Regions from separate parts of the Triticum aestivum genome. Here region 2 is linked to region 1. Evidence: chromatin contacts called from public Hi-C data. All regions are on one chromosome and are shown on one strand. Each heading gives the region's core, a stretch centred on a gene start, on an enhancer-like site or on the middle of the called end of the contact. The rest is flanking DNA. Distances are from core to core; before and after follow the strand shown.

Region 1 (6,456 bases), core at 190-2,689:
CTATAAATCTAACATAGTCTATGAATAGATAGTAAGACAAACACATTGCAAAATGCAAAAGAAGCATACCATCCAAATTTGGCACAACTGCCACCATTGGCTGCTGCTCCTGTGGCGTTGGAGATGTCGGCGTTGGAGATGGCGACGGCGGAATCCGCTGCTGCTGTGGCTCCTCCATTGCTGCCTCAACGTTCTGCGGCTCATCCACCTCGGCCACGGCAGAAGTCTCATTTTCATCTTCTCCCCCCTTGTCCTCCTCATCCTCCTTTTCCTTGTGCTTATCCACATTCTCCTCTTCTTTCTCCTTGTCCTTGTCCACATTCTCCTCAACCTCCTGCAAATCAGGTGGCCGAGGCGAAGGCGGCGCCGGAACAGCAAGCACTCTGCCGGTCTCCTCGACGAGAGCGCCACAGAAAGCGCGATGTGTCACGAAACTATCCCTCCTGAATCAAGCCAGCACGCCGACTGATGAATGAAACAAAAGCACAAACATTTGCCCCTCAAGGGAAGGAGAAAGGAGCATCGAAATTGGGGGGAACCGAGCTGGAAGCAGTACCTGGTGAAGAGTGTGCCGCAGTCACAGCGATACTCGCGGGTGCCGCAGGTCTTGGCATGGGCCTTGAGGTCGGCCTGGACGGCGTAGCGCTTGCCGCAGCGTGGGCAGGCCCATCGCTTCTCGCCGTGCTTGCGGCAGAAGTGCTTCTTGATGCCCGTGAGGTCCCCGAGCGCGCGGGCGGGGGAGTGGTGCACGCAGCCGGGCTCCGGGCAGACGTAGACCCTACGGCGCGGCGGCGCCGCCCCGGGGCCGCGCTGCCGCAGCCGCCACGGAAGGTTGTGCCCCCGGCGGTGGAGCTGCAGGTTCTGGTCCCTCTGGAAGCCCTTGCCGCACACCTCGCACACGAACCGGTTGGTCGCCATGAGCGTCCCCGGCGACAGCGCGATCACCTCCGCGTCCGGATCTGCACAAGCACACGGAAACCGACCACCGTCAGACCAAGAAAGCTCGCGCGAGCCGTACCAACCACCCCGCAAAACCCGAAGCACGCGGTCTCGCCTGGCGTCCCGGGGAGGTTCCTCTTCTTCTTGGGCGGCGCCGGCGTGGCGGCCGCCTCCGGCTGCTCCGGCTCCGTCGGATTGGGCGGCATCCCCGGTCGATCTGGCGCCGCGGCCGCCGCTCCGCTCAGCTCACAGCCCTCCAGCTGCCCCTTATCGGCGCCCAGGCGACCCGCGTCAGCGAACGGAGGGCGCGGCGGCGGCGGAGGCGGTGGACGGAGGATTTTTTTTCTCTCTCTCCTCCTTTCTTCGCTTCTTCTCTGGCTGGCTGGCTGGCTTGGCTTGTCTTGCTTTCGATTGGGGGTTGGGGGTGTGGGGAGATGGATGGGAGTCAGAGCGGCCGCGGCATCGGATGAGGCGTTGGCGTTGGCGTTGCGGTGCTCGCTCGGGTGGGGTGGGGTGGTGTGTGTACCGCGCGGTGCCAATCCGGCACGTTGGCTTTTGGGTGCGGGGTGGGTAGCGTCCCCTCGCCGCCGTCGGATTCCGCGCCGTGATTCGTGCGCACGTGGTCTCGCCCTGCCGTTTACTGCCCTGCGGGGACACCCTTTTTGGTGGCTAGCTTGCCCCCTTTTAAATCCAGCCCCACACCCCGAGAAAAATCGCCCGTGTCCAATCGCCTCCATCACTGTGCCTTCTCCCCCCTCAATTCCACGTACCTACGTATGGTCGACCAGCTGATACCGCCGCAAGTACTGTACAAGTACTACCAGTACTAGTACAATTATGTTATACACCAATGAGATGCTGCTGCTGCTACTACTACTTGGTGCCTCGGAAAAATTGCTGGGATGCTACTGCTCGGCCCCTCAAAAAAATGGCTGGGATGCTTTGTGGGAAGATCGGATTTTTTTAATATTATTTTTTTTGCAGGGAGGAAGAACGGATTTAATCGTCAGGTGAGCGAAGCCGAAAGATGTCTGCGGCGAGGACGGAAAAAGGAGGAGGAGTCGTGTCCAGCGAAGGGAAATGGAACCACGCGGTGCGCAGCGGCTGGATCTCCCCGGAGTTGATAAGGGCGGAAAGCGATGCTGGCCCCAGCTAGCGCGGCTGCTCAGAGATCGCCGTTATCCACATGGCGGTGGGGGTTGTCGTGTCGCCCCGCCCCCGCCCGCGCCTCGGGTCACGGCACGGCAGGCAGTAACGGAAGCCGCTGCGCTGCGGCCATACGTACGCGCGACGGCGCGGGCATACGTACGTATTCGCGCGCAACGGACTGTGAAAGAAGTCGGCGAGCCGTATTCCCCCACGCTGTCGAGGCGGACTAGTCGTCTTCGACGGGGTGACGGGGGCACGGGGCCCCTCCTCCCTCTGGGCGACTGGGGCGGATAGTAAACTCGTGAGCTAGAGCTTGTTTCTTCCAAAGGTGGACTACCAATAAAAAAGGTTCACTTTTACGTGTTGGTAGCTCTTGTTTTTCCGCCTAGGTTTCGTGTCGATGGGGGAGGATATTTTAGCTGCCGTCGCCTAGACCCACCTCCTGCGTGCTGTGTGTTGGATCTATCACCGCGTACGGAGGCCAAAGCAGGCAAGCGAGGGTGACACTTGCTAGCAATCCCATGGAAATGGGTGCCGTTTTGGTGAACGTTTTATTCTGCTAGTAGGAGTACTTCTTTTCGGCGGGGCAAAGTTCAGGCGTTTCTCCTGAAAGTGATCTTTTCGAACCATATATGCTGATAAATGTATTGTTTCACTTTATGTGAAATGGTCTTCCACTCCTTTTTGCAGGGGGGAAGTCGCATGTGTTTCCCTAGTAAGTACTCTTTCAAAAGTGCACCGATAAATACTTTTACATTTTATGAATTTACATTACACTCCTTTCGGTGAGAGTAGTGTAGGCATTTTCTCTAATAAACATTATATTTATAGTAGGAAATTGCATGTTGCAACGGAGGCATACATATTATGCCAAACAAAAACTTTATTGCCTGTGTTTTTTTGCGCGCAGGAGGGGGGAGGCGGCTTTGACCCAAAAGGTGTTTTTTTGCGGTGGATACTTTAGTGGCCCTTTTTTGGGGCGCGGTTGAGGCGGTCTTCATGGAAACCTAGGGAAAAAACAAAGATTTGAGAGGGGGGGGGGGTCAAAACAGGAATATGGGAGGGCGTAGTAAGGTGTTTGGACGAAAGAAGGAGCAAAATGGGAAGCGATCCTTCTTTTCATGAAAGAGTAGACGTTTCTCCAAATAAGTATCATTTGTTTAAGCATATTGATAATTATTTTACATATCTTCTGTGAACTTGCATATTTCCCCTTTAGACCTTGTCGTGCAAAAACAAATTGGGTGATGTGCTAGCCAGCGGTATGTTGTTACCATTGGATAGTAGTGCACTGTCACATCCCTAGCTCCTGGCAATGCACTAGGCTAGCTTCATGTGTGCATCATGTTTAAATTTGGCCTAAACTTGAAATGGGGATGTTCAAACCCTAGCACCAAATGAAATCCAACTAAGGTCACAATGAAATATTTTCAATGAACCTGAAATGCCCTTCTAAAATGTTCATCATCTTTGCCTTGGTCTTAAACCTCTGACAAAAATGATGCACAAATTTCTAGGACATCCTAAGGTCACTGGATTAAATCATTAGTTAATTGCATTTGGGCATTTAAATGTTAGTAAATATTTTAAATGTCCAAATAATCTCAAACTAAAATATTCCATGTTGGATATATTCTAAACATTGGGCAATGCACAGTTTGGTGATTTTTGAAAGTGCCTAGATATTTTTAGTAATGCCACAAACTTACAGAACAAAAGAGAAATAGAAATAAAAGAAAAGGAGAGAGAGAAGGACTTACCTGTGCAGCCACCTGGTCGGCCTAGCTGGTGGCCCAGCCAGCTAGCCAGCCCACCGAGGGCAGGGGCGTCTTCTTCCTCCTGCCAGAAGGCAGAGGAGAAGACAGCCACGCGCCACGGCGTGCCACGCCGGCAGCTGCCTGCCTGGCTGCCCCCTCATCGCCCTGGACCCCCTCCGCAACGCCACACACCCCCTGGACCCTCTCTCACTCTCCCCCGTGCCTTCCCTCTCCTCTGTCTCTCTCCCTCGCTCTCCCTCTCACGCGCCCGAGCACGCCGCCATGAGTTGCCACGCCCACAGCCGTCGCCTCCCCTCCCCGAGCTATCCAGAGCCTCCGCCACCTCGCGCTTCACCTCTGCACCGAAGGAAGGAAGCACGGAAGCCCCGAGCGCCGCCATCGACGTCATCTTCATCCTCGGGTCCCGGGGATCGCCGCCGTGATTCCGACGCCGTCCGGCCTTCCCTGAGCCGTTCGACGCCGCCAAACGACGCGCAGTGAGGTCCTGCTCTGTCCTCCTCCCTCCCCCCGTTTGATTGCTTCCCCTAGCTTGCGCAGCCGCCGCACTCGAAAGCTCCCCACCGCCGGCCATGGCGCCGTTGTGGCCAGAGCCCAAAGCAGTGGCTCCCACACGCATCATCGCCCTCCTTGCTTCACCAGGAGTCCGGCGAGCCCCTCAGAGAGCTTCCCCGTGCCATGTAGCCTGCGCCCGCTCAAAGCCGTACCTCGACCGCCGCCACGAGCTCGTTCCAGCGAGCTCCGGCCACCCCGCGCCCTCCCGCGTGCCTCCCTTGGATGCGCGTGAGCAAGGGCAACCCTCTGGTGCCCTTGGCTTGGCCCAACACCGCATGTAGCGCCACTCCGGGAACCCTTCGTCGTGTCTTGAGGTCGCCCCTGGCCATTCTCCGGTGTGCCGACGTGGCGTCATTAGCTTAGGTACTAACCACGTTTAGTTAGAACCCACAACCATTGACATGGACCCCAGTGCGGGGTCAAACCCAGTCAGCGCTGGATTTGACCGGCATTAGTCCCTGTGTCAATGACACGCTGGTCCCACCAGCCAGGTTTGACCCTGGTCAACTCGGTTGACCTGCTGACGTCATGATGATGTCATGTTGACACAGTAAATCTTTTTTTGGATTTAGTTTAATTTTAAATAATCCAGAAATTGCAGAAAATGCTCTAAACTTTTAAAATTCATAGAAATTCAACCGTAACTCAGAATGTAATAATTTATATATGAAAAATGATCAGAAAAATCCAATCTATCCATCTGTACTTGTTTCATGCATGTTAGAACCACTTATGACTACTGTTTAGGACAAATCATATAAATGGCATTTGAATATCCACATATGGGGTTTGAATTTGAATCTTGGATTCAAACCAACTTCATCTAACCTGTTGCTAGTTGCATTAGCTCACATCACAGCATATTACCATGTCATGATCATGCATCATATTGTGCATTGCATTGATTGTGTTTCCTTCTCCATTGCCGGTATTTGCCCCCTCTCGATAGACGTGATTTCGACGATGTGATCGATGACACCGATGAAGAGCTATACTATCTTCGGAGGTGCCACGCAAGCAAAACCCCCTTGTTCATTCCGATACAAACCCACTCTCTCGCTCTGCTCTTTTTTACTGCATTAGGACAACAATGACTCATGTGTTACTTGTTGTGGTAGCTGAACCCCTTTTCCTCTGCATGACCTGTCATTGCCACTGTAAATAGATGAAACCCACTATCATGAGTAGGAGTTGTTTGAGCCCTGATGTGCCTACTCATTCATGCTTGTTTGTCATGCCTGCTACTGCTTAGAGTTGAGTCAGGTCTGATTCATCGGGGATGAATCAGAGGTGTGTGAACATGTCCTACTGAGTGTGAGCTAAGTGTGTGAACACGATTTGGTAAAGGTAGCGGTGAGAGGCCATGTAGGAGTACATGGTGGGTTGTCTCATTGAAGCCGTCCTCAGGAACTGAGTTCTGTGTTTGTGATCCATGAACAAAACAACAACTACCACTCATTGGGATCCTTAATTGACCCTCTCGGGTTCTTAACCACCCTTGTCCTTTGTCTAGGAGTTGCAAGTAGTTTCTGGTGTTTGTAGTATGCTGGAGGCCGTGGGCAGCGCTGAGCCGAGGGGTGGGCTGTGATGCGGTAGGCACATGGCCGGGTATGCCGGGCGCCCGTTTGGTGTCGCGGAACCCTGTACACATTGTTCGGGGCCGTATGTGGAAACCTCAGCCAGACTCCCTGCGGATGGAACCTGAATAGGCGATAAACCTGGACTAGAGACTTGAGTGTTTAGGTAGGCCGTGGCCGACACCCTCGCCAGGCTTCCACTTGAAGGTTGCCGAGATACATGACGTGTACATGGTGGTAAGTGGCGAGAGCGTGTGTGAAGAAGTACACCCCTGCAGGGTTAACATCATCTATTCGAATAGCCGCGTCCGCGGTAAAGGACCTCTGGGTTGCCTATACAGTTCATAGACAAGTGAAAGTGGATACTCTAAAATACGCAAGATAAGCGTGAGTGCTATGGATGGCGTTCTCGTAGGGAGACGGGAGCGGATCCATAGTGGTGTATTGATATGGTGAATATG
Region 2 (6,834 bases), core at 60-2,559, 460 kb after region 1:
TATCCGTGGCGTGAAAATTGCACATGAACAGCACTTGGTAATCCCTTCCTTGTGCTTCTTCCATGGTTCCACCGTAGCATCCTTGTGTGGTTAGCTCTTTCGGTTCAGTTTCACCAGGATCCGGTCGTCCATCATGATCTCGTGCGGTCCGGAGATATGCGGATGCAGCCTGCAGGCGAGCTGAGCATGAATGGCAAAGTCACAGCTATACAAGACCGCACAGGGATCGGCGTCGACGTCAGGTAGGCCGGACAAGGACAACCGTCTCTAACTGAATCTCAACAAAACTGCGATCAGCCGGGCAGAAGAGCGAGCCGCGGTGCGAGTCCTTTCCAAGACGAGAGAACGGCCGGGTCGTTGCTCCATGAGATCACCAGAGTATCGGAGAATCGCCGTGCAGCCACCGGCCGTCGCGTAAGATGGGCACCAGCCCGCCGCAAGACCAGACGGGCGCCGCCGTTTTCTGGGTCGTTTCTTTCTGGGATGCTCCAAAACGAAAACTAGGAAACCGGCATGTGAAAGAGGACTGGACGGCGTTGGGTAAACTGCCACTCGTACTTAGCGCCGGCTGTTCATTCAGCCTAGATACCTTGAACCAATAGCGCCGGTTGTTTGGTGTGACGATGCTGATGCATCTGGTCAATGGCAACAGCATCACGGGTGTCTCCACTCTCCAGTGGAAGAATCTCGCGGCTACAGTCTAGTGCAATAAGGCAGGAGGAGGTTACGACTCGAAAGTAGAAAAGACATCACATAATCTAACCTGGGTAGACCGATAACAACAGGCAGATCAGCCAAGTGGCAAGCACAGAAGCGTTGCACCGGTGTGCAGTGCAGTGTAGTGAGAAGAAGCTTTTCTCCGGACTCTTTTTAATTAAATTAAATAAAGAAAGCTTTGTGCAGCCGGTTTGGATCAAGGCAAGAGCTAATTGACAATGGAGATGTCGGAGATCTTTCGAATGATCATGGATCTGCGATAATGACCGTCCACTTGTGCGGACCCCCCCAGCCTCCCCAACAAGGTAATCTGCAATAATAAAGGATAACACAAATAACGTATACATGTTCATTAGATCCTGGAATGGCTCTGGCCGCTGGGGGCCAAGGTGATGGAGCTACCAGACTGGAGAGGGACAGGGCACCATTGTGGCATTGTGTCACTTGTTGAAATGAGATGAGAATCGATGCCGCGGGTTTTTGGCAAATAATAAAATGCACTTCGGGTTCGAGAGGGGTGCCTCTGTGTGTGGCCCGTGATGCTGTTGCGTGTCCGTAGGACATAGTGGAGGAGGGTAGGGTACGCGGCAGGGACGGGCATGAAGAGGCCGGAGCGAGTGAAGGGCCCGGATAAGAAAACAGCTCGGACGATTGGGTGGACTGGTGGGGCTGGGTCCCATCTGTCGGCGGCCCTTTGCCAGAACATTTGAAATGGTTTTCGATGCGTCGCCAAGTGTAGCCAAAAGCTGACAGATGAGATATTCGTTGGGGATAGATTTTCTTTACAAGGGGATTCGTTGAGACATATGGGTCCGTACCAGTGGTGAAGGAGGCAGCCTGGCGTTGTCGGCCAGTCAATTCCTTATTTGACTAGGCCCTTCAAGTGTCCTGGGGCTTTTGGCGAAAAACTCTTTCCAGGTATCGTTTCTGTCTCCCACCCCACTCTCCAGGTACTGAAATGCAACCCTCGACAACAAACGATTCATCATGGCAGGCGCAGCACAAACAGAAAAAAAAAAGACAAGATTCAAAAAGAGCGTCCGTATATGTACAAGGCCCAGATGGCCACACTACCACTACTCCCTCCCATCCATATTAATTGTCACTGACTTAGTACAGGCATCTACAATTACTATACTAGCTTTGACGAGTTTGCTCAAAAGTATTTAGCGAGTTTCAGTGGGCTAATACAGTGTAATAAGCCACATACAACAACAGATATGGTGCAATGGAAGAAAGAAAGAACGACAGGTATGCATGGCTGCCCTAAGATCTGCAGGTGCGGTATACCTCACCGCGCATCACATCAACTGGCCCATGATCATGTGCATAGCGATCCGGGCCAAGATACGCGCCAGCCTTCTCCAGGAGGGCCAAGGCCTCCTCCCTGCCGTACTTTGAGGAGTAAAGGTTCAAGTATTCAATGTCCTGCGTTACAAAATCCAGAAATCAACTGTTAGCTAAGTTTCAGTCAGCTCACAGTTCTCTACTGGAAATTGGTTTAAAGTGAAAGGCTGGAAGAATTCATTTGGTTATGTAACCAATCTAAGCCAACAGTTGTACCAAACAAAAGGTAAGGTGAACTGGTGAAATAGGACAAAAAATGAACTACTCCCGCCGCTCTAAATATAAGATGTTCCGGATATTTCAGTATGGACTACCTACCGACTGAAACGAGTGAACAAACACACTAAAATGCGTCTATATACATCTGAATCAGAAAAAAGTTAAAACATCTTATAATAGTGAACGGCGGGAGTAGCATTTCAAAAAACAAAAACAGAAAGTATCACCTGCATGCCACTGAGAATGCGTTCAAGCCTCAGGGACGCAACTGGTTCCTTTGATGAAGAAAACACCTCGCCAGGGTAAAACAGAACCCCATCGCCTGGAGGAAGGCCGCGTCGGAAACAGATCTACAAACACACAAGTTTGAGAATAAGATTAAACATAATATACCAAGTAAACAAAAACAGTCTAAATTTGAAATGCAAAATAAACATTGAAGTCGGAATAACGATGTCAGATACCTGAATTAACAGGAAATGGCATATTTAAAGCACTAAATCATGTAACAATACAGATGCTGAAAGTTCAGTTTAAGATTAAATGTAGGGAGTAGAACATAAGACAACCCATCCACAGATGCACTAAAATAAGAGTTACTAGATACATATCTATTAGACTTCTAGTCTTAATTTAGTAAGAAAACTATCTTATCACTTTCTTACACATTTATACTCCCTCCGTAAAGAAATATAAGAGCGTTTAGGTCACTACTTTAATGATCTAAACACTCTTATATTTCTTTAAAGAGGGACTACTTGTTACTCAATAGCAAAACATGCTGTATGCATATAAGTTCAACATTCAAACCCATGTACAGGTAATATTTCTTGAAAATACCATAAAATTTTAAAATATGAGCACCAAATACAATAAATTTTAATTATTGCGAATCAAGTTCATAGATGGGAACATAAAATGGGACAGTGCTGAAGATATATGCAACTAATCACAATCATATTTCATGCAAGCCAACTACCTCCATGTTTACCAACAAAAAATGAATGTGAACTTGAAACTTCCATGAGCAAACAAGCATCCTAAATCATGTTTTCTTGCTTACAATGCAACACAAACATTTTTTAACCTATAACATGCCAGACATATCTCCCAACACAAAATGAATCTAATGGAACTTTTGAAGAGATATTTGATGGGTTAGGAACAACCTCCAAAAAATACTTGGGATTTTTTTGTCTGTTCGGTGCTTGAACAAGGGTTTGGTACTTGAACCAGGGGGATTTTCAAACTTACACCCCACATGTCACCGCGAACAAAAACTAGCAGGCAACTTTTACACAAATTCTACTGTAAAAAATGATCACACCCTTCATAGATTGATGTCACCCCACTGTATCAAGAGGTTTTCCAATGTATAGCATACCTCGGCACTTGGAATCATAGCCTTCTCGTAGCAGTTGGTACCCCAGTAAAGAAATCCTGTGCCACCCTCCTTCCATGCTCTCCACATCACTGCCCGATGCTGGGTTCCGCGCATCCCAAGGTGCCAATTTGGTTGAGGATCAGAAGGCCCCATACAAACATATGTCCACCACTCCTACATACGATTAAGATGGTTTCATCAAGATAAAGGTCACGAACTTAAAAACGTTGCATATCTGAGAGAAAAAATCATAAATAATAAAACCACTCTATAAGTCTATATGAGAGAGCCATAGAAAATGCCATTGACCAAGACAGTTTTTTGAAGGTAGTTGACTATGAAACTTGAGGTGGTTCGTAGTTAAAACAGTAGGCTTCATGCCGATTGGTGATCAAACAGCCTAAAATACAGATGCCAATAGTACTCAACCATATCATTAAACTTGTATAGAAAGGTCTGAACCTCTGACTGCATTGGCAACACACGAGAAATTTTTCACTGCATCATTGAAAAGAGAGGGATTTGACAAAAGAACCCAACATTAGTTGAGGAGCTATTTCAATTTTTGGCCTCAGAGCACCACCAGTGCTGCCACTTGTGAGGATGGTGCGGCGCCAGCGAAGCGTCCCGAAATTGAGATTTTGGCAGTGCTACTGAAAATCCTCCAACATCCGATTTTGTCGCGTGTGCGACGGTGGGATAGTGTTGCTGCTGTTGGGATCGAGGAAAGTGGAGGAGACAACAGATGATGACTTTGACATGGTGGTGCTTCTCGAGCAGCCGGTCTCGAGCTCCGGGGTGAAAACCTTAGGTCTGACCCTACTTGGTTATACCTGGCAATGGCAGCGTTTTTACGCCATTACCATGTTGATGGAATTGCTTGGAGTTTGCTCGGACATGAACTTCAGGGTGCAAACCCATGATTTGGCTTCGAGGGTTGGATCCGGCGATGACGGCACTTGTGTGTCGTTCCCTCCTTGTGTTGTCAAGAGATAGTCGGTGTCGATGGTCTTGTTGTAAATAGTCTATCGCTGTTTGATCGTTTTTTCTTCTTCCTCCGCCAAGGCAGAGCTTCAGTCATGTAGGACTTTGCTTTCTGCCAGCGTGAGTTTTTTTTGTGTGTTGGTGGTGGTTATGTGCATCCTAGCTATGCAGAGGCCAGGTGTCGCTCATTGTGTTTGTATCCGCTTGATGCTCCATTATGAGTCAATAAAAACACCCAGTCTATAGCATCAGACAAATTAATGAACGAGAACTAAGAATAGCAGAAGGATGGTACACAGGAATGTATGCAAATGCAGTTACTGGGCTCACATTGTCCATAGAAACACTACTCGTAAAAGAAAATGTTAAGGAATATACACGCCATATTTTCATAAAGTTTATATGACTCATAAACATTTTTTTATACTTTATGAAAATATAAGAAAATATGGCATAAACCCACGCAAGCTGGCATACTGTCACCCAACAACTTTAATTATACTTCTGATGAAATATACCAATAGATCAGAACAATGTTGTCAGAAGACAATGCTGTAACTTCATGAGACCCTTAAGCATGGAACACGCTTCCTAGAATTTGAAGTAGAATATCAAAGCATTAAAAATAATGTCTTTTTAAGATAACGTAAGGATCATCCTCCTGGCTGTAAACTTGTAAAGAAACTGTAAAATGAAAATGGCACAAATGAAACGAAATAGAAACACAGAAACTGTAATTACTTCACCAAGGTCAGGTCGTAGTTCGGCAATAATATCCTTCACTAAGTCCTCTCTTGTGCCAAGAACCCATTCGCTGTATAAGAAAAAACAATCAGTGATGGAAATGATTCTTCAGTCCTGTAGGTATGCATTTTGTTAGCAAGTCCAAAATTGAACAATGCATGACACTTACATTAGTTCGCACCAAGCCACCAATACTTATACTGGACTAACTATCACATATCTCACACATCCTCAACATGTACAAGCGCTCTCAGTTTCATCAAATTGTCAATCCCATGTCAGTACAAAATTTATCTCAAACACGGCATTGATAACTTCATATTGTTTGGTCCACTTTTGTTAACATAACTACCACTAACTTTCTAAACCCTGTGCACTCCACAAATAGGCTCGGGATTGGTATGAAAAGACAATTCAAGATATAGGTAACCAAATAACACTTTAATGTTCTGAACCTTACACGTTTTGTGTTTAGAGCCAAACATCGTGAATCGATTATTGTCAAATATTGTTGCATTAGTATAGATGCTATATAGGAAACTGAAATAGATCTGGTTTCATATCCACATAGCTGGAAAAGCAAGTCCATATCATGCCAAATCAGTATGACATCAGATGCTCCAGTTTTTGCAGACTAGAAATCCAGAATAAACACACAAGTGCCCAACAATGCATACCTAGTGCAAAAGATTTGTGTATGCGGACGTAGAACATTTGGAACTTTCGCAAAAGCCTCAAAGGTAGAAGGAGCCAGTTCAGAACCACTTGGACCTACATTAGCCATTCAAATTGTAAGAAGAAATGGCATAGAGTATATGCTAAAGAAACTTAAGGCTTCCCAAGTGCCAACTTCCATATAATCATTATCTAAATGCCCATAAAACCTAATATCAGGCTGGGTAACAGAAATATTTTACTCATGAGTCGCAAGTAATCAGATGTTCATTTAAGAGAACATATACAAAGCAAGCACAGTAGCTTAGCAATAAACAAAATAAATAAATAGATAATTCTATGGTACATCAAATCTCAACAGTGATTAAACTAGTTGGAACTTGGAACATCTCAAACTTCAAGATGGCACCCAAGAGAATTGTAATTATTCAACCCCATGTTTGATTCATTTTGCCACAAACGTCCAGTTTCACCTCCCTTTTTTGCTTCAGTATGCTTCTCTACATTCCCCCATCATATTGAGCACTAAACAATATACAGCAGTACCTTATTACCGAATTGTTTTCTAGCATGTTTGCTAAGCTGATTAAGTAACTTAGACTATATATCTACCTCAGTACAATGATCTCTTAATAGTCTCGACACAAATACATACATATTCATTTCGGATCCAAATAAGTAGTGTTTTTTACACAAGTGTACTCCCTCAGTCCCATAATATAAGACGTTTTTTGACACTAGTGTAGTGCCAAAAAACGTCTTAC

The links. A called contact is a pair of places that touch in the nucleus more often than the background predicts.
Region 2: a Hi-C map of leaf shows a contact between it and region 1, with 8 times the contacts expected there. The contact joins the enhancer-like site here to the promoter of LOC123044424 in region 1. A contact is called at or near these places in 3 of 5 Hi-C or Micro-C datasets (all in leaf) and 1 of 1 datasets of contacts at active chromatin or transcription factors (leaf).

The regions. Positions count from the first base shown.
Region 1 is chr2B:216,686,411-216,692,866 of IWGSC CS RefSeq v2.1, forward strand. LOC123044424 (zinc finger protein ENHYDROUS) reads right to left here and starts at 1,440. Exons shown (of 5, transcript XM_044467161.1): 1 at 1,055-1,440; 2 at 557-959; 3 at 70-443. The coding sequence starts at 1,145.
Region 2 is chr2B:217,142,407-217,149,240 of IWGSC CS RefSeq v2.1, forward strand. LOC123044425 reads right to left here. Exons shown (of 16, transcript XM_044467162.1): 12 at 6,073-6,166; 13 at 5,393-5,465; 14 at 3,668-3,841; 15 at 2,511-2,633; 16 at 1,726-2,145. The coding sequence ends at 1,984. Among protein-coding and RNA genes, the nearest start is that of LOC123044425, 9.3 kb to the right of the region's middle. Within about 2 kb of position 1,310, at least 6 of the 8 cell types and tissues checked have an H3K27ac peak or open chromatin away from gene starts, as enhancers often do. A contact at or near this core is called in leaf, where this site is marked.